Linked DNA regions of Mus musculus: all the other regions are linked to region 1. The links are chromatin contacts, called in public HiChIP or PLAC-seq, Micro-C and promoter capture Hi-C maps. All regions are on one chromosome and are shown on one strand. Each heading gives the region's core, a stretch centred on a gene start, on an enhancer-like site or on the middle of the called end of the contact. The rest is flanking DNA. Distances are from core to core; before and after follow the strand shown. Region 1 holds the start of Pkn1 (protein kinase N1). Region 2 has its middle 4.9 kb from the start of Mir23a. Region 3 holds the start of Il27ra (interleukin 27 receptor, alpha). Region 4 holds the start of Scoc (short coiled-coil protein).

The links. Promoter capture Hi-C pulls out the DNA fragments that hold promoters and counts their contacts. A called contact is a pair of places that touch in the nucleus more often than the background predicts. HiChIP or PLAC-seq counts read pairs in DNA pulled down with a chosen protein or histone mark.
Region 2: a contact with region 1 is called in an H3K27ac HiChIP or PLAC-seq map of bone marrow-derived dendritic cells, with 5 times the contacts expected there. The contact joins the enhancer-like site here to the promoter of Pkn1 in region 1. A contact is called at or near these places in 1 of 39 promoter capture datasets (pre-B cells), 1 of 484 Hi-C or Micro-C datasets (embryonic stem cells), 5 of 115 datasets of contacts at active chromatin or transcription factors (bone marrow-derived dendritic cells, double positive thymocytes, extraembryonic endoderm stem cells and 2 more) and 1 of 9 other capture datasets (pancreatic islet).
Region 3: a promoter capture Hi-C map of hematopoietic stem and progenitor cells shows a contact between it and region 1. The contact joins the promoter of Il27ra here to the promoter of Pkn1 in region 1. A contact is called at or near these places in 6 of 39 promoter capture datasets (the C10 cell line, the HPC-7 cell line, cranial neural crest and 3 more) and 2 of 9 other capture datasets (adipose tissue and pancreatic islet).
Region 4: a Micro-C map of embryonic stem cells shows a contact between it and region 1, with 4 times the contacts expected there. The contact joins the promoter of Scoc here to the promoter of Pkn1 in region 1. A contact is called at or near these places in 1 of 484 Hi-C or Micro-C datasets (embryonic stem cells) and 1 of 115 datasets of contacts at active chromatin or transcription factors (extraembryonic endoderm stem cells).

What each region holds. Positions count from the first base shown.
Region 1 is chr8:83,697,873-83,700,466 of GRCm38.p6, forward strand. It overlaps Pkn1 (protein kinase N1), which reads right to left and starts at 1,307. Exons shown (of 22, transcript NM_177262.4): 1 at 1,095-1,307. The coding sequence starts at 1,115.
Region 2 is chr8:84,202,370-84,204,963 of GRCm38.p6, forward strand. No RefSeq gene overlaps it. Among named protein-coding and RNA genes, the nearest start is that of Mir23a, 4.9 kb to the right of the region's middle. Within about 2 kb of position 1,287, at least 381 of the 459 cell types and tissues checked have an H3K27ac peak or open chromatin away from gene starts, as enhancers often do. A contact at or near this core is called in bone marrow-derived dendritic cells, double positive thymocytes, embryonic stem cells and 4 more, where this site is marked.
Region 3 is chr8:84,041,275-84,043,868 of GRCm38.p6, forward strand. Il27ra (interleukin 27 receptor, alpha) reads right to left here and starts at 1,301. Exons shown (of 14, transcript NM_016671.3): 1 at 1,176-1,301; 2 at 813-930. The coding sequence starts at 1,260. Rln3 (relaxin 3) reads right to left here. Exons shown (of 2, transcript NM_173184.1): 2 at 1,793-2,057. The coding sequence ends at 1,819.
Region 4 is chr8:83,441,382-83,443,975 of GRCm38.p6, forward strand. It overlaps Scoc (short coiled-coil protein), which reads right to left and starts at 1,281. Exons shown (of 4, transcript NM_019708.4): 1 at 1,041-1,281.

The DNA.
Region 1 (2,594 bases), core at 57-2,556:
ATTCTGGGAATCACAGCCTCCATGTGCGTCCTACTCGGGACACACCAAGCACATGCATGTACTGGGACAGCCCTGCACAGCCCTCAGTGGGCTTGAAGGGGAGCCGGCACCGGTGCATCAGCCTGGAGGTCTGACCTTGTGAGATCGGCAGCACCAGATACGCCCAGCTCCTCGGCAAGGCCGGCAGGCCATCAGCAGGACTGGGGAAGACGGGTACAGAAGGGTACAGGGGAGACATGGGGGCAGGTGTAGAAGGAGATGAGAACCAGTTACACAGGACAATGGACTGCATGGTGACGAATTAATGGAGCCACAAAGATACAAAGATCTCAGATTTTGGGCCACTGAATTAGAGTGGGGAGTCAGTCACCCCGACCCTGACCCTGCTTCAGTAACGCCCAACAGGTCACACAGGGAAGGCCATGTGGCTGGCAGATGCCAGTCACAGGTGTCTGTTGCGAGGGAGTAGAGACCCAGCCCTGTCACCTTCCAGACATAAAATCCTTCCTGTCTGTGTGACAGGACACGCCCCACCTGGGTTACAGCTCCATCTGTCAGCCTGAAGGGTGGTTATGGGGAACAAGGCGGAAGGAGGAACCCGGCCTCAGGCCTAGTGAAGTGACTTAGACACTTCCTCCAACAGGTGCCCATCTGGGTGGCGTCAAGACCATCGTAAAGACGTCTGCAGGCGGGGGTGGCCCGGGCTTTGTTGTGCGGGGGAGGGGATCGGGCCGGGCACTCCTCCGGTCCGGGGCAGGGTGCCAGGCACCTGCTCCAGGTGAAGCGGCACCTGACAGAAACCGAACGCTGCAGGACCCAGAGTAGGATGTGGGGACGACAGGCACCGGGATCCGCAGCTAGCCTCGGACACCGAAGTGGGGACCCCGCTACACACGCTGACTCTCGGGGAGGGCCAAAGGAGGGGATGCTGGGGTAGAATCCCGAACAGCACCCCTTCCTCCGACCCGGTCGGCGCCTCCACCTGCTACAAGGGCCCGCGCGGGCTCCCGATGGGGACCTCGTCCGGGACTCTACCCGTGCCTGGGGTCCTCCGCGCCTTCTGGCCGCCCCGCGGGTGCGGACAAGTCGCCTACCTGTACGGCGTCGCCGGCCATGTCCTCCGGCCGCCCGCCAGGGGTCCCAGCGCCAAGGAAGGGCTTGCGAGCGCGCGGGCGGGTGCGGCGGGAGGCGCGGCGCCCAGACCCTCCCAGGCGCGCGGCGCGCTCCGGCCTGCTGCGCTCGGCCCGGCCTGGCCAGGCCTCCGCCGAGCTGCGCCCTCCGGCCCCAGCGGCTGCAGGGTGGGTCACGTGAGCGCCGAGGTCCGCGCCTGGGGAGGAGGCGGGGCGGGGGCGGGGCTCCCGGCGGCCCCCGGGGCTTGCAGCGGGGAAATAGGGTCCCTGTTGGCTGTGGGGTGCGGCAAGCGCTCCTTGTAGCGTAGGGGACTCTGAGCGGGCCTAAGCGACCGCGAGCCTCAGAGGCCTTGTCCCCCGCCTCCAACCCCTTTGAATGCAATGGTCACCGTCCACCACCACCCTCGACACACACGGCCCAGCTGCACAGAGGCATCCTCCCTCCCGTTTCCCGGGAGGCAAACACAGGGAGAGCCTGACTTCAAATCCCAGTGTCCTGGGCCTTGGGGGAACACAATACCCCTCAGGACTAGGATGTCTGTAAAACTTGAGGAAGAGTAGGGCAAGTGTATAGATCCCAAGTGCACAATAAATGCCAGCAGTTGTCACTTTTAGCTCATTTTTTTAAAGACTTTATTTTGATTCATGTGTGTTAGGAATAAGTTTCGGGGTGGCAAAGAAAGAGACCATCCTTCAAAATGAAATGTCCGAACAAGGCAAACTTTACTCTTCATCAAGACAGTGCGCTGCGGAAAAGCAAAGAGAAGACAGGAAGTGCATATGGTTTCTATTCTAACTCAGGTGACCTCGCAGTCTTATTCAATTGGCTAGTCTGAGAAAATTGGCGCAGAGGAAATTGAAGGGGAAAGGGGTCACTGCTCCAAGCGATCAATTTCCTAGAATGGAGCGGGGGGGGGGGGGGCGCTTTGTATAAACAAAAGTTTTACTGGGTGAGGAGGATTAAAACATCTCCTTAAAAGTCCTATAAGGTAGGAGAGATAATGATTTTAATTACTGTCCAAAAGACTAATCTTATACTATTTGCTAGAAAAGACTCATATTTAATTTCTTGCATGTGTATATATGTGTTTCTTTGTGTGAGTTATGCACATGTGTGTGGGTGCCTCTGGAGGTCAGAAGAAGACATGGGATGCCCTAAAAGGAAGTTATAAACTGTTTGTGGACTGCACCACCTGGGTGCTGGGTCCAGACTTGAGTTTTCTACAAGAGTAGTATTGCTTCTATCTCTTCAACTCCTATTTTAATCTTTATACCATTTATTGAGTGTGTTCACGTGCATGTACCACACATGCCAAGCCAAATGTGTGGTGGCCAGTGAGTGACTTACAGGATGGCTTTTCTTCTGCACCCTATCATTTGGGGGGGGCACCCAAACTCATCTTCCTAAGCCCTGAACAGGCCCAATACTCCATCACTGAACTCTCAAGACTACAGTAGAGGCTT
Region 2 (2,594 bases), core at 37-2,536, 500 kb after region 1:
GGCATGGGCCACCAACTCCAGCTCAGGCGGCCTTGTCTTTATGGAGAGAGTGTAGACATTCCTGGGATTGTCTCTGCCGCCTCAGTTTTTCCATCTGTGAATGGGAACTTTTGGAGATGCAGTGGAACAGAGCACACTCTCTAGTCTCCCATAGGGTGCTGAGGTCTCCTCATATCCTGTGTTGAATGTCCTCAGTGGACATGGAGGTGTGTCTTCCTAGCTGGCCATGGGGAAGGATTGAGGGTGGTGGCGTGGGCGTGAGAATTCTTGGGTAGGGAAGGACAGCATCATGCCGGGCATGGCTGAGTCACACTCGAGCGGCGCCTTGCCTCAGGCTGCTGGAGCTAGAACTGGCGCCACCCTGGGTGTGGCTACTGAGCTGTGGCCCTGGGCAGAGCAGGGCTGGGTGGCAGGATGGGCACATGGGCCTTGAGGGACTCGGGGGAGCAAATCTGGGATGCCCGGTGATACCTCCCTTTTGTCTCCTGTGTACATTTGGGGCTCTGGAACCCTAAGCTTTGGGCCTGGGAATAATAATAATTATCGATCTATTAATAAAAGTTTTTGAGGCATGATCTAATGTAATGTAGTCCATGCTGGCCTGGAACTGGATAAGTAGTCCAGGATGTCCTTGAACTGGTCCTTAGGCCTCCACCTCCTGAATGCTAGGCTTACTTGTGTGCACCATGATGAAGGGTTTCTGCTTTAAGATGGGACCTGCTGACTCCATGCTTCCAGCAAAATAGCCAAGCACTCTCTACCCACAGTCAACTTTGGGGGTCGAGACACAGTCTCATTTCATAGCCTACCGCGGTCTTGAACACATGGCAGTCCTCCTGGCTCAGCCTCCTGAATGGTAGACTGACAGAGACGCCTCACAATGCCTGGCTGGTTCCTGGAAGTTTTGCGGAGTTAAGGGAGTGAGCCAAGCCTTCCAGAAGACAGTGGGTGATGGAGGTCAGCGCTCCTATCTCCAGTCCCAGGCCAGGCCAGGACCTGGGATGAACTTCACCCTGGGAGCACTGATTGGCTTGAGGGGAACCCAGCACCGCAAACAGAATGTTAAGGAATAGAGTGGGGGATCTGGTTGTTGGACTGTGTGGCTGGCGGGCAGCGAGGGTGGGACGTGGCTGTCGTCTTTGCCTATTTATACCAAGTGATTCAGCCCTCCCTCACCCCTTCCTGCGCCCCCTCCACTCGCGGCTAGGCACTAGGCCCACCCACTTGCCTATGCCCTGCCCCCCAACCCGGGCGGGTTGTCTGGTTCCTGCGTGGGGACGGACGTGGAGGGCAGGCATCTGTGCCGCAGGTCGGGTTGGCCCCAACCCAGCCGCCCAGCTCCTGGGAAGAGTGGGCCATTAGCGAGCGCTGGTGGCTGGGGCGGGGGCGGAGCTGGGCGGAGACTGCAGCCCTTGGTATTTTCCGATCCTCGCTGCTTCGCGAGAGTGGAAAGTATTTGAGGATCAGGGTTGGGGACGACCGGAGGGCCTCTGCCCTGGTTCTTTCTTGGGGTTCACTGTGGGTCCTCCAGGGATGCCGAGGGCTTGAAGGCTGTGTGTGCTAATTTAACTGACTGGGATACCACAGCCCAAGGCCCCCCGCCCTGTTTCTCAAGCCCTCCAGCTCCAGGACTTCTGTCCCTTTGAGTCTCCCTGTGAGACTAAGAGTCAGTACAGGGTGTCCCAGCTCCTGGACACCTGCGTGGTAATGCCCCCTCCACGCCAGACACAGACCTCTGGTGTGTGTGAGGATGGGAGTGGCCTTGGCTGCAGCCTTGGGCTCTTTGTAGGGGAAACCCCACAGGAAACCAGCCTGGCCAAATGGCCGCCCTTCCCGTTCTGGTCCCTGGGACGAATATGCTGTCTCACTTCCGGAGGTGATTGGGGAGGCTGGTCAGCCTGTGGACCTGGGCTGCCCCCAGAACCCAAAGAGACAGAGGTGGATTGGGGCTGGAGACTGTGTGTGTGTGTGTGTGTGTGTGTGTGTAAGCACGCGTACTGGGGAAGACACATCAGAATATCTCAATCCTTATTCCTCATTCCTCAGACATCGGTGATGCCAGATCTAGACGTTAAATCCACTGTCCTGCCTGTCACTGCCTGATATGACTGAATGCTTCTGTCCTTGATGTCACCCAGGAACTCTTCCAATTATTGGGAAGTAGAGATTTTCTTTTTTTTTAAGACTTATTTTTTTACTTTTGTGTATGTGTTGGGTATGTGCATGTATGTGTAGGTGCCTAAAGGGTCCAGAAGAGGGCGCCACATGTGAGCCGGGAAACCAAATTCAGGTTCTCAGAAAGCAATATGCAGTCTAAACTATTGAGTCATCTTTCCAGCCCTGAACTTGTTTTCTTTTTTTTTTTTTAAGATTTATTATTATATGTAAGTACGCTGTAGCTGTCTTTAGACACTCCAGAAGAGGGTGTTAGATCTCATTACGGATGGTTGTGAGCTACCATGTGGTGGCTAGGATTTGAACTCAGGACCTTCGGAAGGGCAGTCAGTGCTCTTACCCGCTGAGCCATCTCTCTAGCCCTAAACTTATCTTTTTTAGAGTCTCATGTATCCCAGGTTGCCCTCCAGCTTGCTCTG
Region 3 (2,594 bases), core at 51-2,550, 340 kb after region 1:
GTACACCTACTTTCTGAAAGAACTCAACAGTGGGCCGGGTGACTGACAGTTTACACCCGACAGTTCACAGCTGTCATCCCAGCACACAGGAGACGAAAGCAGGATTGTTAGAGGCCAGCTTCACAGGGTAAGACCCTGTCTCAGAAAACATGCTGTTCCCCGGGGCTCCTCCCAAGGTGCTTTTTCTTTGTCCTTTACTTAGCGCAATTGAAATGAAGTTTCCAGATACACTCTCCCCTGGACCCTGAACCCCAAACCATACCAGAACCAGCTATTGTTGTTGTGATTACAAGCGCTACACTGACTTTTTTTTTTTTTTGAGACAGTTTCTTACAGCCCACGCTGATCTCAAACTTGTTGTGAAGCTGAGGTCGCTCTTGAACTCCTGATTTTCTTGCCTCCATCTTCCAAGAGCTGTGTTTGCAGGTGTGTGTCACCATGCTGCTTAGAGTGAACTCAGAAATTCAAGTTACCTGCCCGATGTCGTACAACAACGATATTAACCTGCTTTCTAGTGCTCAGCAGTTTTTCTTTGCCATGTGCCTACCGTGCTGATGGGCAGAATCAATCATGGCAGGCCTGTGCCGTCATTACTGTGGGGGTGGGGGTGGGGGTTGAGAGAGGGAAAGTGGTCAGACCTGAGTTATGCCATAAGGGAATGAGTGGGCTAGCCTGAGGGTTGTGAGAGTGTGGACCGAATTCTCAGTAGCCGGACTGAGGGGCGGGCGGTGATCCTCTTAACAAAATTCGCTTGAAATCTGAGTGACCACTTTCCGTCCTCAGTTTCCCCTAGACCACTCCAGGGTACTCACTATTTCTGACTCTGGTGATACAGCACAGGTGGAGTCTCCAGGTCGCCCAAAGGTTCCCAGGAGCAGTTCAGGATTCCCAGGGGACCGACGCTGTAGCACTGCAGTGGACCTGGACTGCCTGCAGGGGCGCAGAGAGCCGAGAGGACCGTGGTCAAGTTCCCCGGGGCCTGAACTTGCTGGACTGTGGATGCGTCCATCCTCTGGTACAGTGGTAGTGCAGTACCGGAGCGCAGGGCCTGGCACGTGCTGGGATGGCGCAGAGGGAGTCCCGGGCCCCTTTCCGACCTGCTACATCCTGTTGTCGCCCAGTTCCCGATGCCCTACAACTGTGACCCCGAGCCAGCCACTCACGAAGCTGCTCACCGTGGGGCCGCGTCCCGAGCAGCAGCGACATCAGCGACAGCAGAAGCTCCAACGGCGTGAGGCGTGCAACCCGGAGCCGGTTCATGGCTCCCAGGGACAAGTGACACCACCAGGCTTGGGGCTTACAGCCTGCGGGAAGGAAGCCACCCCGCCCCTGGCGGGAAGTCCCCAAATCCGCCCACCCCCAGCAATGATACGCACGCGTGCAAATGCTCAGAACTGAACCTTTATTTTATGTGGTGAGGAAGTCTGAGTACTGAGGACCAGGGGCTCTGTTTTGGGGTGGGGGGGAGGTTAGCCAGGGACAGTGGCGACAATTAGGGCCGGACTGAGGGTGGAGGTGGGGCAGACTCTAGTGTAGCCAGTTTAAGAAGATGGGCATCTGGTTGCTGCTGGGCTGCTGGGGGTGAGGTTGTGGCACGGAAGAACTCAGCCATGAAAAACAAGTTTCTGTTTGGCTGGATAGAGGAGGGGCCGGCAGCAAGGTGGGGAAAGGTTGGCAAGTAGTGTATGCATCTTGGCAGAGGGTCTGTAAGGAGACAGTGGACCCCTTGGTGCCTCGCCTGTAGGAATGCTCTTGAACATCGCACAGCTGACAGCAGCTTGCAGGCACGGCCCGCTTCTCCATTGCTCAACCCTGATCCTAGCACAAGCTGCTAATTTGGCTCTTGCTACAGCCCCACTCGCAGCAACTGCTGGAAAGGCCAGCCAACACATCTCTGCTGCCCCGAACCACTCCAGGTGACCCTTGCCAGCTGGCTCGACCACCGTAGAAAGCCTGGGGGGATTTGGTTAGGGCCAGCCACTCGCTGGAGCCCACCGCTTCATCCAGCTCGCTGGCCAGGTGGTCTGTATTGGCTTCTCCATCAGCGAAGAAGTCCCCTGCAAAAGCAAAGAGGAAGAATCAGGGCTTAGCCCACTTACATCTCCAGTCTGGAGGATCAAGGTTGCGGTTCTGAGTTTGATTTCATCCCCTCGAGGGTTCAAATGCTGGCTCTGTTGTCAGTTTCAGTGCTAAGCTGGACTTTCCTGTCACTGAGTTCATGCGATTCTTTATTTAATGTGGACGGCGTAGATGAAAATATGCATTTGGGAGCTAGGCTCCCTAAATCAGAATAGTAAATGACATTACTTCCGTCTCCCTCCTAGGCTCAGTTTTCTTTTCCACAAAGCAGGGGAGGGGGAGGGGAGATAATAATAACTTCTACTTTTTTTTTTTTTGGCTTTGTCAGGAGTATCAGACTGGATGCCCGCAAAAGCACAATACTATGGGATACATGAGGAGCACTCAAGTGAACACTGATCATTTATTGACCGTCTTGTTTGCTTTACCGAATTCACTTCTTCCAGCCTCTCAGTGACAGCTACTGAGTTTGCTGCTGTTGCCACCTACTTACTATTCACTAATTGGGACCCTGG
Region 4 (2,594 bases), core at 31-2,530, 260 kb before region 1:
CAGACTTCTCTTGAACCTGCAATTAATGTTTTCCATCCATCATCCACTCACCAGCAATAGTTTTTTAAATTTAAAAGTCCAATGCACTACAGGAATGCACTGAACACTTTACATATATAGTTTTATCACAACAGAAAGAAAATGCAATTCACAGATGTGGATACTAAGCCTTATAAAGGCTAGAGGCCTTGCCTCATGTTTCATAGCCAAGATATTATTAAGGTCCTAAACTGAGTTTGAAAAACTCAACTCCTTTGGCGTTTCCACAAACAAAACAAATATAAAATTTCATCTGCATCCACTCCAGTGTGATGTTTCTAATCTGTTCATGTTCTGCTTTGACATTTTAGGGCTTTCAAAATCGATGGAAATCGAGGAACTACATCGTCAATAAGGATCAAACTTAAGTTAGATCCCCGGGGAGCTAGCTGCATCCAGTTTAATCATTGGAGCATACAGACACTAGGATTCCTACGCACAGCTTTGAGTCGCAGAAACGGATAACGGTTTGGGGACCTCTGTCCTTCTGGCTATTGCGACGTCTGTCTCTGGTGGTGTAACAGAAACCTTGGCTTTTCGGGAAACTATGATTTCTCCTTCCCAAACCTTACTCCTCAATATTTGTTCCGCAGGACGCCTGAGAAAAGCTGACAAAGAAACAAACCCAGGTTCTAGCAAAGACGTCCCACCCCAGACATGCACGGGCCACCACGCCTGCAAAGCAATCCTAGCACTCGAGAGGCTGAAGCAGAAGAATTGCGGCGAACTGGAAGGTAGCTCGGGCAGCAGAGCGTCTTCTCCTACTACCCGGTCCCATCGCACCCCCACGGCGTCCCGGTCCCGCACCGCCGGGCTCTTCCCACTGAGCCCGCGGCGTGGGGCCGGGAAGGTGGCTGCGCAGCGCTCGGCGGGATGTCGGGCCTCGCGGCGCCGCAATCCAGCACCCAGGCCGCCGCCCGGGTTCCCGTTCCATCCCGCCCCGCCCCACAGGGCCTCGGCGGTCTCCCAGGCCCAGCCCTCGCCGCCCCGAGCCGCCTCACCTTGCGTCTGAAGCGCCGGGAAGAGGCGGGATGGGTAGGAAGCCTCAGGCCGCGCGGCTCTCCGACCAACTGACAGCGTCAGCCCCGCCCTTCCCGCCCACGGAGCGTGCGCCGAGCGAGGAGGCGTCCTCCCACCAATCCTAACTGGAAATTGCACGCCTGCGCACTGGCTGCTGGACGCCTCGACAGGCCTGTGGCAGAGCACCGGGGTCCACCTTTGCCCTAACAAAAGGGCATTGACGACCAATCAGGATTTTTGGGCGTGTCCTAAAAAAGCAGCGACCAATCACGGCGCAGAAGAGAAGATGCGCCTAAGAAAGCGGTCCTCGCTGAGCATCTTTTGTCTCGCCAGGAACCTGGAAAGTGGGGTGGAAAGTCACTCTAGGTTAAAAAAAGAGAGACGGGGAGAGAGGGAGGGAAACAGAGACAGAATTTCTGGAAATTGCCGTGACCAGACTCTAGGAGAGAGATATTTCGTTCACATTCAAGAACAGAGTGAGCAGAACAGTGCAGCGCCCTCCCCCCTCGATTCTAAAAGCACGGTTTCCTTTTTCCCCACTTCTAAAATTAGATAACGCACAAAGCATATACCATTAATGGATGTTTCTCTTCGTACCCCATATTCAGGACAATTTTTAAACTTCCGTTCACCCGACCACGTCATGATTCCTTAGATCAGCAGTCTCCTGATCTCAGTCTCAGAAAACCCAAGGCTTAATTAAAATTGTGTTTCTTATTCAAGTGTACATGTACAATGCCAGACTTTGGGTTGCTAGGTGATTTTCGTGACACTTCATTATAACCTAACCTTTGAAACAAGTATCTTGCTGTTAGCGGTCAGTGACCACAGTATATTCTTACCTGCAAAGCATTCTTGCTTTGACTTTATCAAAACCTCTGAGCTGTAGAGGCCAGCTTACAAATACTTTCTTCTTGGCTTTTCTTTCTTATATAAGGTTCTATTTTTAATTGCATGAATATGTAGCGGTGTGTATGTACTTGCTTGTGCCTGTGCAAGGTGCCTGCAGATGCCAGAAGAGGGAATCAGACCCCTGGGATTGGGGTTACAGGTGGCTGTGAACCATTTGGTGAGGATGATGAGAACTCAACTCAGCTTCCCGTGAAAGAGCAATAAGTACTGTTAACTTCTGAGCCATTTCTACAACTCCCGGGTATCTTAAACCAATCAAGCAGGATTTGCTAACACGTGACCGTAATCCTTTATAAATAAAGTACCTACCATTTAGTGTTTGAGACGAAAGTATTAGGCTTGGACTACAATTCAGGATTTGAAGGAAGGAGAATATGGGAAGAGAGGGAAACCCCAGGTAACGCTAAGAGGAGTGCCAACAAAATAGAATGAATATGGGCAACATTCAAAGAAGGATGGGATTTTCCAAGATAGTGAAGAACACACTTTCTTTTCAAATGCACATGGGCCAGTCATAGAAATGGGCCTGAAAATTTGTTTTTGGTTTTAATTTTTTATTGTATGTATATTTTACTTGCATTTATTTCTCTGAAACACTTGGGTACCTGGTGCCTGAGGACGCC